2 separate regions of the Urocitellus parryii genome follow, and region 1 is linked to region 2. A link is a contact called in public Hi-C data. All regions are on one chromosome and are shown on one strand. The core of a region is the stretch at or near the end of the contact, and the rest is flanking DNA. Distances in the headings are between cores, read along the strand shown.

Evidence for each region. Hi-C and Micro-C count contacts between places; a contact is called where the count stands out from the background.
Region 1: a Hi-C map of muscle shows a contact between it and region 2, with 4 times the contacts expected there. The contact joins the promoter of Smc3 here to the promoter of Smndc1 in region 2. A contact is called at or near these places in 2 of 2 Hi-C or Micro-C datasets (liver and muscle).

The regions. Positions count from the first base shown.
Region 1 is chr5:193,008,962-193,015,596 of mUroPar1.hap1, reverse strand. It overlaps Smc3 (structural maintenance of chromosomes 3), which reads right to left and starts at 5,143. Exons shown (of 29, transcript XM_026389201.2): 1 at 5,012-5,143; 2 at 3,917-3,992. The coding sequence starts at 5,026.
Region 2 is chr5:192,791,794-192,799,200 of mUroPar1.hap1, reverse strand. Smndc1 (survival motor neuron domain containing 1) reads left to right here and starts at 1,950. Exons shown (of 6, transcript XM_026389091.2): 1 at 1,950-2,142; 2 at 3,292-3,411. The coding sequence starts at 3,292.

The sequences.
Region 1 (6,635 bases), core at 3,894-6,393, 210 kb before region 2:
CTCAGTTTCCCAACATGCTGGGATACAAGAATCTTTACTGTTCTTAATGAGACAAATTTTCTATAAACTTGAAATTATTTCTACCTAAAGGTCAAAAAGAATTTATCATTAAACGAGTACAGTTTAGAACAATCCATCCACAAATAACTGAAAATTTTTAAATTTTCCTGTAAGAATTATTCCTACTCACAGATGAAACACCATTTAGCCATTTTAAAGGATGTTGATTATTCAATGATAAGGAAAGATATACAAGATTTATTCTGAAGAGGGAAAAAGCAGAATGCCAACATATTACATGAATCCATTTTTATTTAAAAAGTCATGCTTACAGATTTACACAAAAACTTGAGGGATAATGAGGCAGACCCAGTTTATATGTGCCTTCAGATTTACATGCGACAGCCTACGCCTTGGCTGACAAAAGTTCAGTCTCCTAATACCTTTGGTTGTTTCAGACTATGCTGGAAGTGCATGCAGGTCAGGCCTGTGAAGATTCAAAGGAGGATTTAACTCCTTGACTGCTTCAGGTGGGTGAGTTGCCAGAGCAACACAATCCAAAAGCATAGAGGAATTAATATTCTACACAGTAAACTTTGACCAGTGAAAGGCAGGCACCACCTATCAAATCTCTCAAATCTCTTTACTACCTTCTTCCATCTGACCTTTCTAAAACATGTTGAGTCCATAATGTCTGGCTAGATGTTATCCAACATAATCAAATCCAATAGTGTCTTCTTTATAAAGCTGTGTCCAGTTTTTCCCCTCATTCCCGCACTCAGACCACAACTCCCATAAAAGCCTTAGCAGCTAAGCTAGCCTGTTTCCTTTTTTCTAGGAAACAAGGGCTAATACAAGTATAGGTTAACTATAATCCCAGCTATCATGAGGCTGAGGCAGGAGGATTAACAGTTCCAGGCCAGCCTGGGCAACATAGTAAGACCCTGTCTCAAAATAAAGTAAAACGGGTTCAGGGAAGACTGGAGGATTTAGCTAAGTGGCAGAACACTTACCTAGCATGCTCAAGGCCCTGGGTTAGGCCCTCAGCCCTGGGCAGGGAAAAAAGGGGTAGGGTATAGCTCAGTGGTGGAGCACTTGCCTATAGTAAGTGTGATGCCGGTGGTCCAATCTCTAATATATGGGGGTGGAGTGATTATCTTTGGGTAGAATTTCAATTTTTCTTCCTTTACCTTTTAGGCTTTCTTATAATATCCTATATTAACAAGAATTTTTTGTTAAAAGGCAAGGGGGAAAAAACACTACCTTAAAAAGGTGTATACACTCATCCCTCATATCCACAAGAAACTGATTTCAGGACCTCTCTCTATATATACACCTCTTTCTCCCCCTCTCTCATACCAAAATCCAAGGATACACAAGTCCATTATATAAAATAGAAACAGTATTTGTATATAACCAAAACAATCCTTTTGTTGTAACTTTTGCCAGTAAATGCAATGTAAAGTTAAAATGTATTCTTTAGGGATTAATGACAAGAAAAGGCCTGCACCTGTTCAACAGAGAAAATTTTCTCTAATATTTTCAAGCTACATTTGGTTGACTTTGAGGACTAGGAACAAGCAGATAGGGAAGGCTGGCTGTACCTGGTGTGTGTGTGTGTGTGTGTGTGTGTGTGTATATATATATATATATATATATATATATATATATCTATCAAACATTCAAACATCAGCATAAGAGATACTTGCTTTTGAATTTTTTTTAAGGGTCAAAGGCATTAAACAATCAAAGTGGTTTGCTCTCCCCAGGTAGTTTGTTTAATGTCAATCTCAATACATACTACTTTTGGTCTTTCTTACATTATTAAGGTACCTGTTTTGAAACATGTCTAACCAATAGTCACCTTAAGTTTTAGTTAAAACAAAGCAAAGAAAAATTTTTAGACTATCAATCCTAACATTGCAATCAAAGCTGCAAAATAGCTGCCTAATAACTAACATCTAAGACATTTGATATATCAGACCTTACAGATAAATAATATAATCATTCTAGATAATGGTCATCACTTTACAGATCATTTATAAAATTTTACAACTAAAACATTGATATTTATTAACTTGCTAAATTAAAGAAATAATATTAATCTAGTAACTGTTATTTTTTTCTCCATTTCTTTAGATTTTCTGATTGAAGAAAATCAAAAGCACCTGTAAAAAAATGTAAGCAAAACCCCAGTACAATAAAACTACTGTTTTAAGGCACATCAAATTAACAGTCTTTAGTAGCTACAGCACAAAAAGAAAAATGTTTTCTTTAATCTCAACTATGAGATTGCAATTGATGTATCAAGGCTAAGAATAACTTGTCTTCAATTTTATTTGAGATGAGATCTCAAATGTTGCCCAGGTTGCTCTCAAACTTGTGTGTTCAAGCAATCCTCCCTCCTTAGTCTCCCAAGCTAAGACTACACATGCGCAGACTAGCAGACTACAGATGCCTGGTTTTTATTATTTTATAAAAAAGTAAAGTATGATTGTCTTAAGGGAGTCTTCTATGAATACTGGTATTCAATATTTCCATTTTACTGATTTTTATAAGCCTCGCTTGCACTATAAACTGAGTTGTGTGCAACTAAAATTCATGTTGACACCTTAAACCCCAATAAGATGGCATTTAGAGATGGAGGCCTTTTCAAGATAAGAGTTAGATGAAGTCATGAGGGTGGGGGCCATGGAAGCACACAGAAAAATGTCAGTCTACAAGCCAGGAGGGAATCATCACTAGAATCTAATCACAATCACCAACTTCTAACCTATAGAACTGTAAGAAAGTAAATCTGTTATTTAAACCTCCGCTCTATTTTGCTGCCCTAGCAAACTAATATACCTAGTAATGAGAACACTATACTGCAGAACTGTGTCAACAGCATAGCAGTCTGATTTTTCAAGAGTCCAAAAGTACTCATTTAATCTTTTGTTTAAACAATCCAGCAGAATGCCAGAATGCCAGAAACTTAAAGCTATTAGATTGTAATAGCAATCTGAACATTATAATCTGAAGAATCTACAATTAAATATTGTTATGGCAACCACCATTTTTCTTTTATCCTCACATTTCATTTTACCAATAGCCCTGTGAGACAGGTATATTCACTTTATAAATGAGAAAACTAAAACTTCTCAAATAACTAGTTTGAAAAAGAGTTATGTGCCAGAACTGAGATATGAACCACATTCTATTAACACTCCAAAATTTATGCTGCTCTTCCGCACAAGCTACGTGGTCTTAAGCACTGATAATGAAAAAAATAAATAATCAACACCTTTAAAACAAAGCAATAGTGAGCACTTAAACTAAGAGGTGATAAATCAAGAATACAAATCAAATGCTAAGTTAAGTGTCCTTCACTATAAACTTAAAGCTATTAGAACACTATCTCACACATACTAAGAGTATCAAGTAAAAATGAGTACTTTTTTGTAATGCTGGGGGATCAAACCCAGGGCCTCACATATACACAATAGGCAAGCACTCTACCACTGAGCTACATCTCCAGTCTTCCAAATGAGTAACTTACAACTGACTTATCCAAATACTTTTAAATTTATAAAACAAGTAATTCATCAGTATGAACAAAAGACAAAAGTAGCCTGCAAGATGGCATAGGCCTGTTATCCTAGAGGTTCAGTAGGCTGAGACAGGAGAATCACAAGTCAAGGTCAGCCTCAACAATTTAGCAAAGCCCTAGCAATTTATTAAGACCCTGTTTCAATAATAAAAACGGGTGAGGATGTGGTTCAGTGATAAAGCACCCTGGGTTCAATCCCTTGATACCCACTCAAAAATAATTTCAAGAGAAACAGACATACAAAATTGGTTTAACATTCAAAGACAACAGATGAACAACACATACATACATCTCTATAACCTGATCTAGTAAATGAGGAGCACTTACCAATAACATTATGTTTTGAACTGAAGGGATCTACAATTGTTTGATCTCTGTAACTTCGAAAACCCTGGATAATCACCTAGTAAATAAGAGATACTTTTGAGAACACACAAAAAGAACTTCTAAATCACCACCTTTCTTTTACATTTCTTTCCCTTCTTGTTTTTCATTTAATGCAAGATAGAAAACTTTCAAATTCACGTAAGAAAAAAAATTTTGGAACGTGGAAATTAAAAATCGGCTAAACACCGTCCTTAGGTCAGTGAGCTCCGCCAACTCAGTGTTGATTTTTTAGTAGTTATAGTCAGTAACCTGTTAAGAAACTCTCAAAATCAAGTGCACCGTACAAAGTTAATGGGAACACTGAACACCGTAGCGCAACAGTAAAAGTCCATCCACGGCCGGCAGGTCCCAGCTCTCCGCGACCAGGGAGAGCTCCTTCGAGACACAATCGCCAGCCCAAAGGGGTCAGCGTTCCAAGGAGGAGTGCTTGGAGTGAGGCGTATCCAATAGAAACACGTCCCCAAAACTGCGTGCAGGGGCTCATCTTTGCAGTGGACTGACGCGCGCGCGGGAAGAACATTTTGACAGAAGTAAACAAGTGAATGAAGAGGCGCTCGGGGGAGGATCCGGGGAGGAGGATCCCTTTCACTGCTCATAAATCCTGCCGGGAAAACCCCCTGATCACAGCTGGCACTCCAGCCGGCGCCTCAAGGGGCGGCCCGGGAGGCCACCTAGCCACACACCTCCCGCAAACGGCCGGTGCCCGGCCATCCCCGGCAGCACAGCCTCTGGCGCCCGCCGCCTCCGCCGCGGCCCAGCGCCGCCCGGAAAGGCCCGGCCCCTTCCAGCTGCGCGCCGGCCGCCCCCTCCACACCTCTTGGAGATCCTGCCTCCCAGATGAGCACCCCGCGGGGAGGCCCGGGCTGAAGAGAGGCGCCCCATTTCTCGGCGGAGATGGGGTCCCTTCCTCCTCCACTCGCTCTGGTACACCTCAGAGGGAGAGAGAAGAGGCCGCGGGGCCATCGGCGACACCCCCGCCTCAAGGAGTGGTCCTCACCCGCCCGTGGGAGGGTGGGAGGGTCTCGCAGGCCTTACCTGCTTTATGTACATGGCTCCGCGCCCCTACCCGGGAGAGGGTCTCCCCCCACCAGAGCAGCAACCGGAGACTGCTGGGTCAGTCAGGTGAGGAGCCTCCGAGACCCCTCCCCCAAAGCGCCGCTCGCTCCCCTCCAGCCAAACAAAATGGCGGCGCCCTTGGAGGCGGTGCCCGCGCCTGGGACGGAACCACTCTCAGAATCCCACCGAGTATAGGGGGAGTCAGTTTCAGGCCCGCTCTCTCTTTTTGGAAAAATCACAGTATTATACCACCCTCTTAGGTGACTACCATTGAATTTTGAAATTCGAATCTGAATATTTCCTGTAACTCCGTTGGAAGTTTCATTCCAAGAAGTCTTGATCGGAGGTTGGCTATATTCTCTCCTTTTGTGTAGCCAATGGTCGCGTCCCCGAGAGGGTAAGGGTTCGGCGCCAAAGCCAAGTGTGAGACTCCGAGGGCCAATAGCAAAGCGCATTGGAGGTCACGTGGTCCCGGTTTGTTTAAAAAAGCGGACCCTTGAAGCCCAAGCCAGTTCTCCAACCTTATGAATGTAGGTGAATGCTGGAGTTCTGAGTGCGGAATATATGCTGTTCTGTGTGTGGAATTTCTGCAGTTCCATTATTCTTTCTGGCTCTAGAAACGCCCATGGTCCCCAGACTCCCCCAGAAAGGCCCCCTCGCAGGACAGCCCCTAAAGGACTGGCCAGTGCTAGCAAATTTTGTTTCAGTAAATGTGATAATTAATACCCAGGGAATTGTTGCTGCCTTGCCTTGTACTATAAATCTAGAAAGGACCAGTACAGTGACAACAGAAAGATTTAGGTTAAACGCTGGGGTTTTTGTTTTGTTTTTAATGTTTTAGTTGTAGATGGACACAATAGCTTTATTTATTTTTATATGGTGCTAAAGATGGAACCCAGCGCCTCACGAGTGCGAGGTGGGCACTCTACTACTGAGCTACAGCCTCAGCTCTTGTTTTTATTTTTAACAGCCTAAAAGAGAATAGGTACTAGTGAAGATCTTAAGTCTTGATAGAAAAACTAATTACTTGTTTAGAAATTGGATTTCTGGACAGCCCTAAAATAACATGCTGGAAAGAGAAGGAAAAGGAAAAAACCTACCCTGTTGTGAAAACTAACCAAGTTGGTCTTGACCACCCATTCAGTTGCTTGAGGCAGTTCTGGCCCACTTTTATTTCTAGATTGAGCTATTATTAGCTTCCACCTCTGTTAGTATCTCCGCTAGTAACCTTTATTTGAAGCTCAAATCAAATCCTTTCCAGCCCTTGGCAAAAAAAAAAAAAAAAAAAAGTTCCAAAATAAAACATCCTGTGTAAACATTTTATTTTGTCTTTTAATCCTGTCAGTTTGTGGGATTTTTGACATGTTATTTAAAGTTTTAAGCCTCCAATTCCTAGTCTTCAAAATGAGGATATGTGAGGATGGCCTTAGGCCTGATCCTAAACAACTCCATCACCAGGCACACTAATGGAGCCCTCCAGTATGGTTCTCAGACACAAACAAGTCAATTCCCCCCACCCTGATAAATTCAGTGTGAAGCCTCTGGCAGGCTGTCCTTGCCTGCTAAGAGGGAAAGGTGAAAAGATTGGGATGGGGACCACCAG
Region 2 (7,407 bases), core at 701-3,200:
CTCCCATATTACTTCTGATCTTTCTAAGCTATTCTAATTCCAAGAGTTTCCTCCTGCACTTCCCCACCATTCCCAAACACACCCCTTCCCCAAACCATTCTAAAAGGTGTTCTAATCAGGCTATGAATACTTCTCCTCATCTTTTTATTTTGAAAAATATCAAACATACAGAAAAGCTGAAAGACTTGTACAGTGCACACTTAACATACCCTCCACCTAGACTCAGTGACTGCTAACGTTTTGCCATGTTTTTCTGTCTCTCTATATAAGTATATATACTCATACACACATTTTGTAAAATTTTATGCAGTTTTTTGCCAAACAATTTGAGAGTAAATTTATTATTTGTTTTAATCCATAGCAGAAATGAGTATCAAAATTGTACTACCATTGGTACGACTAGTATCAAATCTGTGATATTTGAGGGTTTTTGCTTGTTTGGGTTCTTTTTATGCCCAGAATATATACCACAAGAAAGGTATACTTGTAAGTTGAGTACCCTTAGTTTGAAAATCCCAAATCCAAAATGCTCCCAAATCTGAAACCTTTTGAGTGCCAAAAAGACATCGCAAGTAGAAAATTCCACAACTGACCTAGTGTGATAGGTCATAGTCAAAAATGCAGGTGCACTAAAAATACTGTATAAAATTATCTTCATGTTATGTGTAAAGGTATATATTAAATAGAAATAAGTTTTATGCTTAAACTTGCATTCCGTCCCTAAAATACCTCATTATATACAAGGAAATATTTCAAATCTAAAATGCTTCTGGCCTCAAGTATTTCAAAAAAGGGATACTGAACATGTGCTGTTAAACAACACTAAACAACACTTCTGAATAGGTCTAAAGAACTTTGAATAACAGTGATTTCTGATCCTTGTAAAGCTTTAGATTATCATCTTTTTCAAACTGATGAAATCCTTTTCTATTTTTAGTGGCATGTTTTCTATTCCTTTGTGACTGTTTTCTGTTATTTAGTGATAGAGAAAAAAACAAAATGGCTGGAAATGTACATCCTAAGACCAGCAAGGCAAAGCAAATTTAAGTGGATTGCTACGACCTATGAATATCTAATCATCTGCACTTACCAATATCTAAGCCTTTAAAGTATGATGCCATCTAAGTATCATCCCAGAATATATGTATTAAATGCCATGTACCCTAAAACACTCAAACACAAAACGCAAATAGTTCACCCAGTAGCATATTTCCATGCAAACATTTGAAACCTTTTATGACTAAAGAAAGCAAAAAATATATAAGCAAGTGTTAATACTGTGCACATTTCTAATACATCTTAGGCATTTGTGGAAATAGGAAAAATCCAGGAAAATCTGAGGCTACTTTTAATCAGGTAGGATACAATAAAAGTGAAATAATGCAGTATCTCATTTGACCAACACATTTTGTTTATTGTTTTCTCTTTGACCTATGGTGGGTGGAGTTTTTCCTAAGGCAGCAGCTATACTTCTATTTTATTTAGTAGTCCTTCAGTTTTCTTTAAATGTGAAAGAAAATAGTTATATAATCTGATGGCAAATTTTTAAGTCCCGCCCGAGACTTAAAAATTTGCATTTCCACTAAAGTCCCAGGTGATGCTGATGCTGCGGACTCAGGGACTACACTCTGAAAACTAACCACTAGTATAAAAGCTGCATTAAATTCCACCATAGCTAGCTTAAGAAGGCAGTCAGAAAGAGCCTAACAGGACACGCTTCACGATGAAAATCTAATGACTACCCACTCAAAGCCGGAACTTAGGAATGAAGACCCTATACACTGCGTCCGGCGCAGCCCGGTTACGCCATTTCCTTCCTATTAAGCCCCGCCTACTTCACCTCCCTAGCGAGAGCAAGCTTGACCGTCTAGAGGGCGCCAGGAACCCTGTGAGTCGAGTGACATCTCGCGATGTTTTTTCATATCTCGCGAGACTTTGTTTGCCTTGTCTTTTCCTCCTTCCAGCGCCCGGTTTTCCTTCCCCTCCCCCTCGCCACCGACGGAGTTCTTCCTTTAGAGACCGGGTTGCCCTGTTGTCGTCGCGAAGATTTTTTTCCTACTGCTACAGCCTCTGCCGCCACCGCCGCCACTGGGCTCATTTCCCCGACCCCTTCCCGCCGCCCCATCCCCAACCCCACACAAGGTAACAAATCCTGTGAGGGAGCGTCAGGCCTCGCCGGGCCTTGGTCCCCCCAGAGTTGGAGCAGAGGCCCAAGACCGAGGAGCCAACCTCACAGGAGAGGTCTGGGCGTGGGCTGTCGGGTAGGAGCCCCAGCTCCTCTCCCACCCAGAGTTGATCGTGAGCGGCCCCGGCCTGCGCTGGGGCCTCTTTTTAAAAGGGCGAACACGGCCAGACTGGGGCGGCCGTCGGCTGGGGTAGGGACGCCCGCGCGGTTCTGCAAAGCCTCGGACGGCCGATGTTTAGGTTTCCAGGCCTGAAACAATCGACAAAGTTGTGGCGGGCTTAAAGGTGTTGGGTGACTGGCACCTGAGCTGCCTGGCTTGCTTTAACCCTTTAGGGCCTTTTCAGATTCCAGGCTTTCGCTGGACGGGAATTTAAGAAAGCCCCATACGATTGCTTACAAATCATCAAGGAAGGGTTCATTCATATCTTGTTTGCTGGAGAATGTGCGAGCTACGTTTGGCAAATGGCAACGTTTCTGGGAATGCCTACATGCGAGAGTATTTTTGTTTTTGTTTTGAGGCGCTGGGGATCGAACCTAGGGCCTTGTGCATGCTCTAGCGCTGAGCTACATCCTCAGCCCAGCGGAATATTTGTGTTGCTACTTAAGAAAATGAATCGACAACTGCATATTTAAGTTGACTGAGTGAAAGATTTTTATTCTGGAGAAGAACTTCTACATACATGCTTAATTGATTTGTTCAAGTAAAGAGAGTTATTTGTGTAGATAACTGGGAATCAGTTTTATTTCGCCGTGGATGTATTCTTTCATGCTTAAGGATATGATAATAACCTTAATTATTGAGCTGGTCACAGTGCTTTCCTATAATAAGAGTTAAGAAAAATAAAGAAGTTTTTCTTCTTATCCCATGCTTTTTCAACCTTTTTAAATGGAATTGAACTGACATGTTCTGCAATCTTCAGAATATGTTACCTTGAAGTTTGTGATTTAGCTCAAGTCTAAAGTAAGAGTAAAAATAATGGTGATAAATATAAGCTGCAGGAGTACTTTGGATTAAAACTGGCTGATTCAGGCAGTTTAAGGAAATATTTTTTGTGCTTTGATATTTGACTTAGGTTTCATGGTCTTAACCTCTTTATTTTCCCCAGATGTCAGAGGATCTAGCAAAACAGCTGGCAAGCTACAAAGCTCAACTCCAGCAAGTAGAAGCTGCATTATCTGGAAATGGAGAAAATGAAGATTTGCTAAAATTGAAGAAAGATTTACAAGTAAGTACGAGTTAACAATTGTAGTTAACATTGCTTGAAAGAAATTTCTGTGGCTTTCAATTGATCTATTTTTTTAGAATCCATAGGTACTCAAAATACCCTTGGAGCAGGTTCCCCTCCTATGTGTGTACACATATGTGTAGGCACTGAGGCTTGTAGAGAAATATGGTTACTTCCTCAATTTATATGCATCAAAAAGAATAAACATTGTTTTTAATTAGGTAAATCTTGTGTGCTCATAGGATTTCTTAAAAATTAGTTGATTTTGAAAGTGTCAGACTTTCAACAGAAGAAACTTTACAAAGGAATTTGCTTTTATTTTTCAAGTTTTGGCAAAGAAATTGAGTTCAAAAGGTAACTTAAGATTAAAAAAAAAGAAAATATAATCAGATTAAAATTTTTTTTAGTGATATAATATTGAGAGTGAAACATTTAATAACTTTTTATTTCATTGCTAGTGGATTACACCTTATATTAAAAACACATCATTAAGATATCCCAAAGAGATACATGTTTTTGGTATTAATGTTAGTTAGGTGTTTGAACTTAAGACTAGGTTTTATAGTGTAGTTTTGACCTTTGTCAAGTTGAGTTCTTAATTTATTATGGGATAGTTAAGTAAGTATAACATTTTTAAACCTGCAGTGGGTTTCAAGACAAACATAAAAGCATGATAGTAAATACTTGTTGTTTCTCAGACACCAGGTTAAGAAAAGTACCATATGTAATTTGTAAATACTAGTATTATAACTTTTCATCTTAAGAACTTCCTTAAAATTCTGAACCTGATTTTTTAAAGTTTTCAGGGGGTTTTGATTAGATGATCTCTATACTGGTTCTATATCCTGTCTAATTAATCTGTCCCTTTATCATCCTGTTACCCACTAAATCTTAAATTTTAGGGATTTTATAACTGAAAATGAGTGAAACTTTTCTGAATTGGGGTCTATGTTTTAGATTCTGAAAGAGGTTATCCAGGCATAAAATGAATGAATATTTTCAAATTCAGTTCTAGATTTAGGATAAACTTGCAAGTGTATGTTGTTTTAAAAAATATAGAAAATATCTGGAATAATTTCAGTTCAAACAGAATCCTTCATAGAAGCCAGGCGTGTGGATTGTAGGGCCTACTCCAAGGCCCTTATGTAAAAATAACCTGGTGGTTTGCTCCTGTCCATTCAGTGAATTACTCACGTGTTCTGTGAGTATGCATTGCAGATATAACAAAAGCAAACTGACCTCTTTTCGACTTCAAGTATTGTTTTTTTTTTTTTTTCTTGCCTCAAAGAGATGCTCAGTCTACTTTACCAACTTAAAAGCAGTCCTTTTTTCTTTGAAGAAAAGAAAACATTGTGTGCAATGTTGTATTGTACCCTGCTTCCTGGGCAATGGGAGGAAAGATGTGGAACTGGTGGAAGGGAAATTGGGAATGGAGTTTAAAACAGGATTATTATCAGGTCTTTTTAATATTTCTAGAGTAAATTATCTTTTAGGCTCTGGGCACAAATGTCTTAATATGACACAGTTTATAGCAGTAGATACTGTAGGGAGAAACCACTATAGTAGACATTGTAGTGAGTACATAAAAGACTTATCTAGGGTTCGGTTAATGACTTGGGAATTGTTTTTCTATAAAATATCCTCTTTTTATGCTGACCTGGTGGTGCTATAGGCCTGTAGTTTGATCTACTCGGAAAGCTGAAGCAGGAGAATCACTTGAGCCCAGTAGTTCGAGGGCATTCTGGGAAACATTGAAAGGCCCTTTCTCAAAAACAAAAAGACAATAAAAATATTGTGTAACTATTTAGAACAGCACTGTCCAGTAGACCTTTCTGTGATCGTGGAAATATTCTGTGTTTGATATTCAGTACCATAGCCACTGGACACATATGGCTATTAAATATTTGAAATACAGCTAGGGTAATTGAGGGGCTGAATTTTTAATTTTACTCAATTAATGACTACATATGGAATGGCACAGATTTAGAAGTTTAAGTGCTAATCCTTCAGATAGTGATAAATTGGAATGTTTTAACTAACCAGTCTTGATGAGTTATTTTTATTATTCTCATGATGAGTAAAAAATTTGATTTTGATTATTAGATAGAGGCCTGTTTTGAACTGAAACTACTCAAAGATGGAAAGCATCTTTTAATATTTAGATAAAATTCTGAATGGTGTGTGGATATATGTTTCCACCTAGTAGTTGTTGTCTTCTTTGAGACTATAGTTATAGCTTCTGTTCTGCAATGTTTTTTTTCCCCCTTTTCTGCTTTCTGCAATGTATCTTGTGCCATTAGTATTCAATACTGCTTATCACCTTTAATGAAAAGCTTGTTCAGATTGATTATTAAGTCTCTGGCTTTATCATTTACATGTTTTTGGATCATCATATGTTTTTAATTTCTTATGTTCTTATGGAATCATATCCTGATTCTTAATTTATTTGCCCTTTGATTTATGATAAAACATTCTTTCTGAACTTTTTTCAGTGACATATTTTTCCAGTAAGGTTTCCATATTTATCTCTTTTATTGTCTTTCATAGTGTAGTTATTCAGCAGGCAGCAAATTAATCTACTGAAGTTCTATCAGCCTTTCTTTTCACTTAAAAGATAAAATAGGTATATTAAAATTCGGGCTAGCCAGCTGATTAGCTCCCCAGGCAGTGTATGATAATCACAAAAATAGTCAATTTATTAGGCTGTTTTGCTGAATAAACTGGTTCTAAAGGAGGCAGGGGTCAAGTCACTTGTCTCATATATTACAGTGGCTCTCTGCATCCCCGAAACGCCTTCCTTCAGTAAGCAGAGTGCTTGAGTGCACCCCCTTTGACCTGCTGATATGTAGATCACAACACCTGATGCTTCCTGGAATTGCCGATTACTGTAACTGCTGCCCATCTGTCATTGAAGGAGCAGTTTCAAAACTTGGGGGAGGAAAAGTAATTAATGGTATGTACCTTCAAGAACCCCCTCATACGTAAAATAGTTTTCTGATACTTTCGTCCATATGCACATGTGAAGAAAACAAAAAATTAGAAAGCTCTTCATAGTTTGTTGGGAAGTATATATAAAACCATGGCAAAGTCAGTTACAGGACATTAGGGGTAAATGCTCTGGATTTTGTTTTTGTTGAAAAGGGGTCATTTCAGAGCAAAGCTCTGAACATGCACAGCTTTTTAGGACCATTTTCTTTAAAAATATCTTTTCTTATGAGTATAGTGGGAAAATGTTCTGTCTGAAAAGATAATAGAGTTCTAACTATGAGATGTACAAATGAAAAATTTGTGTTTGAGCTTCAATGGTTAAACCATCCATAGGAGGATGTGGAAGTATTTAATGATAGAAGTATTATAGGCTCTTGAGTCAGGTTTATTGGATTATATCCTTGGCTTTAAAAGGGGTTAACTAAAAACAAGACTGGGTAATTTACTCTCTTCTGTGTACTACTTTATGTGGAACTTCTTTGCTTTATTTGCAAAGGACTGTCTAATTAAAAAGTATTCAAGAGGCTGGGGTTATGGCTCAGTGGCAGAGCACTTGCCTGGCATGTGTGAAGCGCTGGGTTTGATCCTCAGCATCTCATAAAAATAAATAAAATAAAGATAATGTGTCCATCTACAAGTAGGTGGGGAGAAAGGTATTTGAGGACTGGTGCTATAGCTCAATGGTAGAGTACTTACCTAGTATGCACAAGACCTCCAGTATCACCAAAAAACGTCATGTCCTATCTTTAGGGACTATGCAAAAGGAAAAAAAAAGTGTTCAAATAACTATTGGCAGCTAATAAAACTTAGAGGTGCTACTGTACTAAATCTATAACTTAAGTCTGACTCTTCTAGTTCTTTAATCCACAAAATCAGCCTTTCTCCAAAGGCTTACTATTTCTTTCTTTTTTTTTTTTTTTTAGACCCAAATATTAGGTTTTCAAAAGTAGCCAGTAAGTTTTAAAAACTTTAGGAAAGAGCTAATATTTAACTGTCTTGGCTACTGAA